2 separate regions of the Sus scrofa genome follow, and region 1 is linked to region 2. A link is a contact called in public HiChIP or PLAC-seq data. All regions are on one chromosome and are shown on one strand. The core of a region is the stretch at or near the end of the contact, and the rest is flanking DNA. Distances in the headings are between cores, read along the strand shown. Region 1 has its middle 22 kb from the start of AHCTF1. Region 2 holds the start of CDC42BPA (serine/threonine-protein kinase MRCK alpha).

Region 1 (5,824 bases), core at 1,675-4,174, 79 kb before region 2:
GGAGAAAATGGGTGCCTCGGAATTCCCATTGTGGCGCAGGAGAAATGAAAAGTGGTGCCTCCTGGAGGCTTGGCTGCGAAGTGAACGGGAGAGGAGCTGGTAATGACCACATCGATACAGGGCTGTCAGGAGTTGATGACAAGATCATTGGCTTTGCAACTTGCTCCAATTTCACGCTCACTCAGCATCCTTCTGCACATATCCGGATCCCAGTGCCCACAAGAACATCTGGCCCACCCGACAGCCTTGAGAAACTGGTGTTCTACTTGCTCCTTCATCCTCTCAAGAATTTGGTTACCTGGGGACTTCCTGTTGCGGCTCAGTGAACCTGACTAGTATCCATGAGAATGCGGGTTTGATCTCTGGCCTCGAACAGTGGGTTAAGGGTCCAGCATTGCCATGAGCCGTGGTATACTTTGCAGATGAGGCTCGGATCCTGCATCACTGTGGCTGTGGCATAGGCTGGCAACTACAGCTCTGATTCGACCCCTAGCCTGGGAACTTTCATATGCCGCAGGTGCAGCCTTTAAAAAAGAAAAAGCAAAAGAATAATAACAATTATTATAATTAGATTAATTATTATTATAATCAGCTAGCTGAAGAAAGCTCACCAATGCCAAGCACCTCGGACAAGACCAAGCTTTGGGAAATGCAAAGCTCAGGAGGTCGGACAGCCTGGCGCTCTCCTTGAGCCCATGCAGCATCTCCCGGCTCTGTCTCTCTCTGCCTGAAATGCCGTCCTTCTGACGCACACAACTTAGTTTTCTTCCCACGCATCCTCCTTTGAGACTCAGCTTAGCCTTCACTCCAAAAAGCCTTCCCAGGCCCTCCCTGCCCGCCCCAGGCTGGGGTACCAGCCCTTCCGCTGTGCACCCTTCACAGGGACCCCATGCCTGTGACACCGTGTTCCCCATATTGTCTGTCTGTTATTTGCTGGCTTCCCCCCATTGAGCTGTGAACAACCAGAGGGCTTCCTGTTTGTGCCACCCCTGTTCCCAGCATATTGAAGGTGTTCGCTAAGTGTTTACAGAACTGGTGAATGAATGGCAAAGACAGATGAGGTTGAAACTGCCTGGTGAATAACAGGACAGGAAATCCATTCTGAGAAGGCCGTATTTATTCTGTTTGCCACACACCAGATGTGAGGGGTCTATGAAAAGATCTGGACCGTAATCTTCAAGAGCATAAGCACGGGAGGTCGTTTATCACATCTTCCGTGTTGGAAAGAGGAACGGTAGTTACACTTGGCCTCTGTGCTCTCCAAATGATGTGTTCATACTTGAGGCTGGCACATCGTGAACAATAAATCTTTGTTGAATAGAAGAATGAGTCTTTATTATAGAACGTATAACACGACTTCCTAGTTTTTATTTATGTATGATGTTCTCCTCTAATTGTGAGCTCCTGGAAGCCTGGGACTGTGTCTTGCTCCTGTTTGTTAACAGAATCAAGCACAGAGCTTTGCACATAGTAGGGGTCAAAAATGTCTATTGGCTGGGGAGGTCCCATTGTGGCTCAGTGGGTTATAAACCCGACCAGCATCCTTGAGGGTTAGGGATCAGTGGGTTGGAGTTCCTGTTGTGGCACAGTGGAAACGAATCTGACTAGTATCCATGAGGATGAGGGTTCGATCCCTGGCTTTGCTCAGTGGGTTAAGGATCCAGCATTACCCTGAGCTGTGGTATAGGTCAAAGACATGGCTCGGATCCCACGTGGCTATGGCTGTGGTGTAGGCTGGCAGCTGCACTCTGATTCGACCCCTAGCCTGAGAACCTCCATATGCCACAGGTGCAGCCCTAAAAAGCAAAAAAAAAAAAAAAAAAAAAAAGTTTATTAGCTGAAATAATGAATTTCTGAGATGAGAGTGAGGCGCGCATGCACACACGTATTCTACATTTTCTTTTTTTTTCCTCCCCAGTATTATTTTTTCCATAGGAAACCAGGTGAAAAATCCATTTATTATTATTGGTTTTTAATGAGCCTGAGTGCTTCTGCAGGCTTCCTTGGCAGTTTGCTCTGGCAGCAGCTAACATGCTTCCTTTGCATCAGTAGAGGTTCGGAGGGGTCACAACTGGACTGTGACTGTGATGGCACCTAGCGCTTCTGGAGGGGGTGGGGTGGGGACTGGGGCGTCCTGTGATAGAGACCTACGTGTGTAGGGGGACATGCTGTCACGAGGCAGCTGTGCACCTAGGTGTGGGTACAGGAAGTTTTACTGAGGCTGCCCAGTGGAGTTGCATGCTTAGCATTATTAAACTTTCCAATAACTATTCGATTTAGCAATAGATACGCAAAAGATCAGTACCCAGTGGGTATCTAATCTAGGTTTCCTTCTACTGGCTCTCTAGTAACTAGAGCAAGAAGAACTCCCCTAACATCCTCTGTCTTTGGCCTGCCTGCAGGGGAAATGGGTTTGTCTAAGCAAACCCATTTTTTTTTTTTTTTGGTCTTTTTAGGGCTGCACCCATGGCATATGGAAGTTTCCAGGCTAGGGGTCAAATCAGAGTTGCAGCTGCCAGCCTATGCCACAGCCACAGCAACACCAATCTGAGCCATGTCTGTGACCTGTGCCACAGCCACAGCAATGCCAGATCCTTAACCCACTGAGCGAGGCCAGGAATCGAATTGCATCCTCGTGGATACTAGTTGGGCTCATTACCACTGAGCCATAATGGGAACTCCAAGTATTTTAAGAAATACATATATTTTCCCTTTACTGATGGAATGAGGATGTCACAAAAAGAGAAGCAGGTCCTCAGTGCCACGGGTAGTTTCATTTTGGAGGTTCTTATCGTCGCTATTGGGGCTGTGAAACTGGCTGGATCAGAGCAAAGATGACAGCCCCTCCCCCGCCTGCTCTTGGATCAGCTCCGCACAGCATGTCTTTGTCCTTTTGGGAGACCAGCTCTTCAGCCTAGAGACATCCATACTGTCCCCACCCTGGGAACAAGCACAGAGGCTCATGAACGTTACTTCAGCCCATATACTTACTGCCTCTGGGCTTTGATGGGTGACCCTCCCCCCCAAGCAGTAGTTCAAGGTCAGCCAGGGAGGGGAGTGCCCTTGGAGTGCCCTTGGTAATGGGCCTCTCCTCTGTGGCTTCCAGGTTTGGCTCCAGCTCCATCAACAGAGATGGGAAAGCCTTAAACTTTAATGATCTGTAGCCTGATTTCTCTTGGACTAGCCCGATATCCTTCCCTGCTCTCTTCAGGAGGTGCTTGTCCAAAAGCATGTTCTGTTTATTCCCAGAGAAAAGAGCTGGCTTCCTTTTCAGCTCTTTTTCTGCTCATCGTTATTTGTAAATTCCGACTCTCCAGTCTCCAGCTAGGCAAATTTACAAGTTATTTTTAGCAGCTATGTGGAAACCTCACTGTCAAAAAGTGTCCTGATAAAAGAACAAGGACAGTCTTCATTAAAAAAGATTTCAGAAATGCGTCGCCTGTTTCCTCCTGTTCTCTCACCTCTGCTTTAAAACAGAGCCTTTTCATTTGACACGATGGTAACAGTTCTTAATTCTAGGTGGTGGGAGTGCGGGTTTTAGTTATAGTGCTATGTAGGCTTTTCTGTAACGTTTCTATATACCAGGGGAATGGAACCCCCTAAAGCTAAATTGCTTTCTGCCTTCCCGCCTGAGCTTCTGTTCTCCGCTCAGCTGCTATCAGCTCCCCAGCTGCTCTAACCAGGCCACACCGTTTCCTTTGAGCTCGAGATCTCTGTGTTCCAGGCCAGTGCTTCCCCCACCTAACAACCGTCGCTTGCCAACCATTCTTGCTGGACCTGGAAGTGAACCACTGATCCCAAAGATTAAAAAACAAAATAAGGAGATAGAGTGTCCCCAGGGACCTCTCTGCTGAACCTGACCAGGGCTTACTAGCCTTGCTCCTGTGCTTTCCCAGGGAGAGGAGGTGGCCAGACTCACTAAAGCCGCTGGGGGTGGAGGAGTCTGGACCCAGATGACACAGTGCTTGACACGAGAGGCAGCTGAGGTGCTGAATGAAACACGTTTCCAGAGCCACAGGTTTCAGCTGACGTGGCTGCACCCTCGTCTGCTGTCCATAATCCAACAAATTGCATCCTGGGGTTCCTGCAGCATCTTCATTTACAAGAGTGGTTCTCGAGCATATTAGGTGTTGTATCAGAATCAACAAGCTCAAAAAGAGCACACAGATTAGACTTTCTTTCTTTCTTCCTTCCTTCCTTCCTTCCTTTCTTTCTAGGGCCTCACCTGCGGCATATGGAAGTTCCCAAGCTAGGGATCAAATCAGAGCTACAGCTGCCAGCCTACACCACAGCCACAACAATGTGGGATCTGAGTCACGTCTGCAACCTACAACAGAGCTCACGGCAACGCCAAATCCTTAACCCACTCAGTGAGAGCAGGGATCGAACCCACCACCTTGTGGATACTAGTCCGATTTGTTTCCGCTGCGCCACAATGGGAACTCCATATTCCTGGAGTTTCTGATTCAGTAAGATTGGGGTGGAGCCCAAGAATTTGCATGTCTCACACTTTCCCCGGGTAAAGCTGCTGGTTGGGGACAACACTTAGATTTAGAAGATACAGTGGCGGCGGGTGGTTTTCATCTTATCTCTGTGCTGGGGTGAAATCAAAGTCAGGAGAGGAAGAGCTGAGGTCATTTGGCTCAGCTCTGGGCCTCCCCGTCTGCTTATAACTCAGCAGCGCCATTGCCTCTATTCTGTACACCAACCGCCTGGCACGGGTGCTGTTTGGGAAGGCACACGTCATGTAGATCTCAACCCACAAGGGGTTTTCTTTTCTTTTCTTTTTCTTTTGTAGGGCTGCACCTGCAGCATGTGGAAGTTCCCAGGCTAGGGGTCCAACTGGAGCTACAACTGCCAGCCTATACCACAGCCACAGCAATGTGGGATCTGAGCCACATCTGCAACCTATACCACAGCTCACGGCAACACCAGATCCTTAACCCACTGAGCGAGGCCAGGGATTGAACCCGCATCCTCATGGATACTAGTTCTTTACCACTGAGCCATGATGGGAACTCCCCAGAAGATATTTTCTCTGGTCTTACTGACGCTGCCCTCTTGCAGTTTGCCTTTCTAGTTGGTTGGCAGTTTAAGGAACGTTTCTCAAAACTTCGTAGCATAACGGGTGTTTGAAGCCATGTTTCAGGGTGTCCTGATTCTACCTGCCCATTCTGCTTGCTGTTCCCATGGCATCTCATTGCCCACGAGTTGGCTGAGTGTCTGGTTGCCGTCTGTCTGGGCCAGCCTCCCTGCCCACACGGAGGACTGAGCTCTGGAGTTTCTGCAGCCAAGCTCGATGCACTGTGGCCCAGCTGGCTACAGCCCAGGAGTTCATAGTTTCTGTCTGTCTGTCCTTTTCTTATTTTTTGGCTGTACCTGCAGCATGTGGAAGTTCCCGGGCCAGGGATCACACCTGCACCACAGCAGTGACAACATCAGAGATCCTTAACCCGCTGCAACACCAGGGAACTCCAGAGCTCTGTCTGTCTTCTGATGCAATTTAGAGCTGATTGGTGGCACTAATAGAATGGCTCGGGAAGTGGAAAAATCCCTGACATGTCTGTCCTGTGCGTTTGGAGAGAGGGGAGAGCAAGGGGGTTGGGGAGGGGCAGTCTTTGTTTGCATTGTTCAGTGAATTTCCCCAATCTCCACTTCCAACGTTTAGCACTGGAGGAAAATTCCCAAGTAGATGTTAAGAATCTCAAATCTCCACTGGTACGAACAGAGAGCAAAGGGTTAATGATACGTTATTGTTTTCATCTACAGCAATTCAAACTTAATTTTTGGTGTGGGGCTTTATTTTTAGAGCAGTGAATAGCAG
Region 2 (5,476 bases), core at 277-2,776:
GAAAACAGGAGGCTCTAAAACTGTCTTTTATTGTGTAACACTTTTATTAAAATTCATAGGAAAAAGACTTTAATAAACACCAAAATATCATGTGTGTTAGGATTAAACTTTTTGCTTTTCTACTACTTTTGTAACTAGCCAACACACACATGTAAAGATGTTCTGCCTAGAAATGATCCATCTTTTGTCTGAGGCTATGTAAATATCTCTCTTGTGTTAAGAGCTTGTTGGAAAAAGAATGCTGTGCATTTAAGCCACACCAAGTGTAGATTTCACAAAAGATTCACAATGTTTTGTGAATGACAGCAATTTGAATAATTAATGTTAGGTTTTATTTTTAGACTTCTAGACCCTGATTTCTAGTTCTTCTTCAGCTTCCCTATGGGCAATTGTGGGCATGAACATAGTAAACCTAACTGCCTCACGGGTGTAGGAAAGGAATATAAAATAAATGTATTTTGGACAAAAATTATGGAGGAGATGGCAGTTTTGAGAAGGAAATGACAGATATGCAGTGACCCAGTTTAAGGATACATTTAAATGTGGGCTCTTCCATGAAAAATTTGTAGAGCGTTCTCTCCTAAAATCGAGATTCAAAAAACCTGGAAGGTCCTAATTGCATCAGGAACTGTACCTGATGAATGACCTGCCTTTGCTGCCGGGTTTCTGTGCTGTGCCGTGGGGTTACGTGCGCGCCCACGAACAGGGGATGGAGATTTGACGATAGGGGACTATCTGACTCCCCTTCATTGGCTGAATGCCTCGTAGGTGGTAACCTTCGCTGGGAATAAACAGGCAGCCGCTAGAATAGTTGTGGAGAGAAAACACTGTGCTCTACAGAGGGAAACTTTTGGGAACAGACTAGGGAATTCTACTCTCGCGCACACACTCAGGACTTGGAGGGTAGCGCATACAAGTCTGTCATTGTATTTGTCCTGGGTAATGACACAAGAGGTGGTGCAATTAGACACCAAGGAAATCATTACTTCGGAATGCTTGCGAACTGAATTTGGGGGGCGAGAGGTGAGCAGGTAGAGATGGTGAGAAAGACACGGTCTTTTACGGAGGTGTTGAAAGCCTTATGCTGTCAGCTTCTGCGTCCCCTTAGCAAACGCGCCAGTCAGGTGGTGCCTCCGAGGACCAGGAGGAAGCCCCGCTTCGCGATCCGTACGAACCAGAAGCCTCGAGGAACCGGGAGCAGCAGCGCGGCGGTGGCGCAGTTCCCAGCCCGCGCCCGGGTCCTCCCGCCTCCAGACCGTCCGCTCCCGCCGCCGCCGCCGCCGCCGCGGCCTCGCTAGTCCTCCCGTATCCCTGCATTCCACGTTGCGGCTGCCGCAGCCTGGGCTGCCGAGGCGTCCCCACCCTCCCCTCGGGGTGGTGCAGGCGCCCGCGCCCCCGCCCCCACCCGCCCAGGGCCTGGGCTCGGCTCTGCGCGGCCGCAGGACCGGACCCCGCCGCGCCGGCTGGGCTCGGGCGGGGGCGGGGCGGGGAGAGGGCGTGTGCGCGCGTGTCGGGGGAGGGGGCGGGGGCCGCCATATTGGATCCGGACTCGTCGGCGAACCTCCGCCTGCGCGCGGCGGGCCTGGAGCAGCCTCGCGGAGCCCAGGGCGCGAGCGCGAGAGGACGGGGAAGGCGGGGGAGGGGTGGAGGGAAAGGAAGGGAGTGGCTGCGAGCCGGGCTGCGGCAGCCCCTGGTCTCCTTACCAGCGGCACCAACCCCTCCTCCGGCGCCTCGGCCGCTTCCCTCCTTGCCGGGGAAAGATGCCCTTAACCCCGGGGTGTGAAGAAGGAGGAGAACTAGCTGCCGGAGCCGCCCGCGCCCTCGCCGCCGCAGCTGCTGCCGTCCGCGTCCTCTGAATCCAGAAAAGCACCTCCTCGCCCGGGCGTCGGGAGCGTCGGCGGGCGGGCGGCCGCGGTGCTGGTGAGGGGGAGACCGGGCTCTCCGCCCGGCGCGGCCCAGGCCGGCGGCCCAGCGACCACCGACATGGAGCGGGCTCGGGCGGCCGAGTAGCCGCCGCTCCCGGAGCCGGGGGCGAGTGCCGCCCGCAGCCAGTCAGGCCCCTGGGAGAAGCGGGGAGAAAAATGAAGAGTTTTCATCGTAATCCGTTGGAAATGGGACTAACTGCAAAGCCTTAGGAAGAAGGAGCTCAGGAGGAGAAAGGAAAAGCCTCCTCCGGGGAAGACTTGGCGTGCTCCGAGCCCAGGGCTGCTTCTGGGACCTCGCCACCTCCCTTTCCCGCTGGAGAAATTGCCGCTGAGGCGTTATCCCAGTGGTGGTTGGGAGGATTTGCAGCAGAATTTTTGGTTTTCCCTCCCCCTTATATACATTCTGGTTTTTTCCTCCCTTTTCGGTTTTCCTTCTGCCTGGGAAGTGAATTGCTGATGCAGATCGGACTTAATTCATTAATGATGCAACCGGATTCGTTTCAGGATTATGTTGCACGAGTTGAATTTTGAATGAAGGAGAAGAGTTTTTTTCTTTTTTCTTTTTTTCCCTTTTTTAATAAGAAGTGTTGACTCTTTGGTTCGCTGTACTTTTTAATTATTTTATTTAAATATACGACTTAATTGTATTATTCTTTGAAAAATGTATTAAATATCTATTTTATGATAACTTTCCCTCAAGATATATGTATATGTGCGAAATTGAAGACGCTTCAGTTAAGTGAGGTTCCTGGTGGGTTGGATGTTGCATTCAGCCCCGGCACTGCATGACAGTTGTTTGAATAACAAGTGGTTTATTTTTAAAACCACAGCTTTTACAATTTAGGATCAGATAATCATAGTCAAAGTCGTTCTAGTTATTGCAAGAAAACCCAGCCGAAATTGAAGCAAACATGTCTGGAGAAGTGCGTTTGAGGCAGTTGGAGCAGTTTATTTTGGATGGGCCGGCTCAGACCAATGGGCAGTGCTTCAGTGTGGAAACGTTACTGGATATCCTCATCTGCCTTTATGATGAATGCAATAATTCTCCACTGAGAAGAGAGAAGAACATTCTTGAATACCTAGAATGGGGTAAGTGTATTTAAAATAAAACCTCTTTAGCTGGGCATAAAGATTTAATTGTTGTAGGGAGTTATCATGATAAACTCTACTCTGTAATGACTATATTAATATATATATTTGGTATGTTAAGTATATTTAATAATAATAGCATATATATTAAATCAGTATATATGCTATATGGTATATATTATGTATTTAAATGTATATGCAATAAAAGAATAGGCAGCAAGTATTCAAGGTTTTTTTTTCCTTCTGGTTTTTGGTAAATATTTTCCCAAGAGTAAAACATGCCACTTTAGTTGTTGCCTTGATTTAATGAGGAACTTGTGAGGAAGGACTGTGGTTTTTGGTCAGCAGCAAGAGATTTTGAATAATTCTGTGATGGGCAAAAATGGATTGTTGCTCACGGCTGTCTGATGCATGGCAGTATATAACAGGCGTTCAATTGGAAGGTATTTATTGGTGGAAACATTCCTTGCCAGGCTTCGGAAAATGAGGGAGATATTAAAATATCTTAGGTCAACAGAAACTTGAAGGTGGTCGTCAGTGGGTTTTATTACATTTTGATATAGTACAAGCAAAGGAAATTACTAAACATGGACTTACCAAAAATTGTCATGCTTGTAAGATGACATAAATAGTTTAAAATTTTTGTGTTAGTAGTTGGTAGAGAATGTTTGGGAGCAGCTCCTGCCTGCCTGTGAGTTAGGATTTACTCACAATTTAGTTGAAACCTAACCTGGTTAAATTTCGAGTTTTCTTTTTCCTAAGTATAGGTGTGATGTAGAAGATCTAGGTAGGGATGTAGATCAATGAAGAGAGCAAATGCTGCAGGTGACCTTCAAGCTTGGAAGCTTAAGTTCTTCCGCTTCCAGTGTTCCATGTGAGCAAGTTCCAGCATCCACCAATTCTCTGGGGAAAGATTATACAGCATCACCCAGACCTATGTTGGTACCTTGACTTTTGAAGGATATTAATCAAAGATGTGTCTTATACCTTTGGAATGCCAAAATTTGAGTTGTTGAAAAGTTTTTATGCTAAAATGGCTTTGTTCCCAAGTAAAGCTTTATTTTTCTGAAGTAAAGGTCAATTGGTGATCGTACCATTTTTTAAAATTTAAGATTTATGAAAAATGTGTTTGTTAGTAAATCACTTATTCAAGATTGCCTACACATGATAACGTTAATAATTAAATTTGCTAGTATCAGAAGGTTTTTTTTAGCAACTTTATGTCACAGGGTTTAAAAAATATATATATTTGAAATGTGAATGGAATGATTTTAAAAAACAGACTACTAGAGTGTAAGAATGTGAGAATTCTAAATCATCTTTCAAGAGACTGTTCTCTGAAGAATGAGACAGTTTTCACTCTGGTCATAGATTTGTGAGTATATGTCTTTTATGTGTAGAGTAAAATATTTTATAACAGTAGTTTTACATGCCATGTTTCATAAATTTAGAAATTTTTTAGTTTTTTTTTTAATTTAAAAAAGATTTTGGTACTTTTAGGGTTACAGTTCTTAAATTATAGTTCCATAGTGATATTCTAGTCTGTGATTATGATTGTCATTTAATGTCTGTTCTTTCTCATCTGCAAAATGATGGGAGAACTCTTTATATGTATTGGTTTTAAATGTAATTTAAAAATTATGATAAAAGAAATCTATATCCTCAGTTGCCTTTTGATTATTAAGGAGTCACATTTATTGTATGAGATATTTTGCTGTACTGTCAGAATAATTTACGTATATTTTCCACTGAACATGCTTCCTTGGATCTTGTTTCTACATCATTATTAAAAAAAACTTTGTATATATTTAAGCCAAATAAGAAAAAAGTCAAATAGGTATTTGGCCAAATACATTTTATTAGTAGATTTACAATTTTAAACCAAGGATTTTTCACAGTTTAAGTTAAGTTTTAGTAGCATCCTTCATATTTTGTCTTTTTAGAAGTCTGATGTGATGTAACAAAGATACAATCTCTTAAACTCCTATTGTGTTTCTCAATAAAGAATAAGAAACCAGAATTATCAGGCATTGTTTTGTAGGCTTTGGGACTAGACAATGCCACTTAAGTATCAGACATTTTTAAGTTGGAGTGTGAGGTCTTGAAAGTGGGAGTTATCAACCATAGAAATTTGGGTAAGGAGTAAGTAAAGAAAGTTAAGAATGGAAAAAGCTTTCAAGAAATACATCATGAGTAGTAGTTACCATCTTTAAGTTATTTGAGAATTTAGGTTATTTAAGAATGTCGATCACTTCATTATTGAAATACATCAGCTGTTCTTGGCATGTGAATTGATTACTCTCTTCCGGGGAGATGTCTTATTGAATTCTCATTACCTAACACTATATAAAAAGCAAGTTAGAGGAGTTCCCTGGTGGCCTAGTGGTTAGGGATCTGGTGTTGTCACTGCTGTGGAGTGGGTTTGTTCCCTGGCCTGGGAACTTATGCATTCTGGTTGTGGC

Evidence for each region. HiChIP or PLAC-seq counts read pairs in DNA pulled down with a chosen protein or histone mark.
Region 1: an H3K27ac HiChIP or PLAC-seq map of skeletal muscle shows a contact between it and region 2. The contact joins the enhancer-like site here to the promoter of CDC42BPA in region 2. A contact is called at or near these places in 3 of 5 promoter capture datasets (fetal liver, fetal skeletal muscle and liver), 21 of 47 Hi-C or Micro-C datasets (adipocytes, alveolar macrophages, embryonic fibroblasts and 11 more) and 2 of 2 datasets of contacts at active chromatin or transcription factors (alveolar macrophages and skeletal muscle).

What each region holds. Positions count from the first base shown.
Region 1 is chr10:15,017,026-15,022,849 of Sscrofa11.1, reverse strand. No RefSeq gene overlaps it. Among named protein-coding and RNA genes, the nearest start is that of AHCTF1, 22 kb to the left of the region's middle. Within about 2 kb of position 2,924, at least 26 of the 83 cell types and tissues checked have an H3K27ac peak or open chromatin away from gene starts, as enhancers often do. A contact at or near this core is called in fetal liver, fetal skeletal muscle, liver and 5 more, where this site is marked.
Region 2 is chr10:14,937,038-14,942,513 of Sscrofa11.1, reverse strand. It overlaps CDC42BPA (serine/threonine-protein kinase MRCK alpha), which reads left to right and starts at 1,526. Exons shown (of 40, transcript XR_002336229.1): 1 at 1,526-3,014.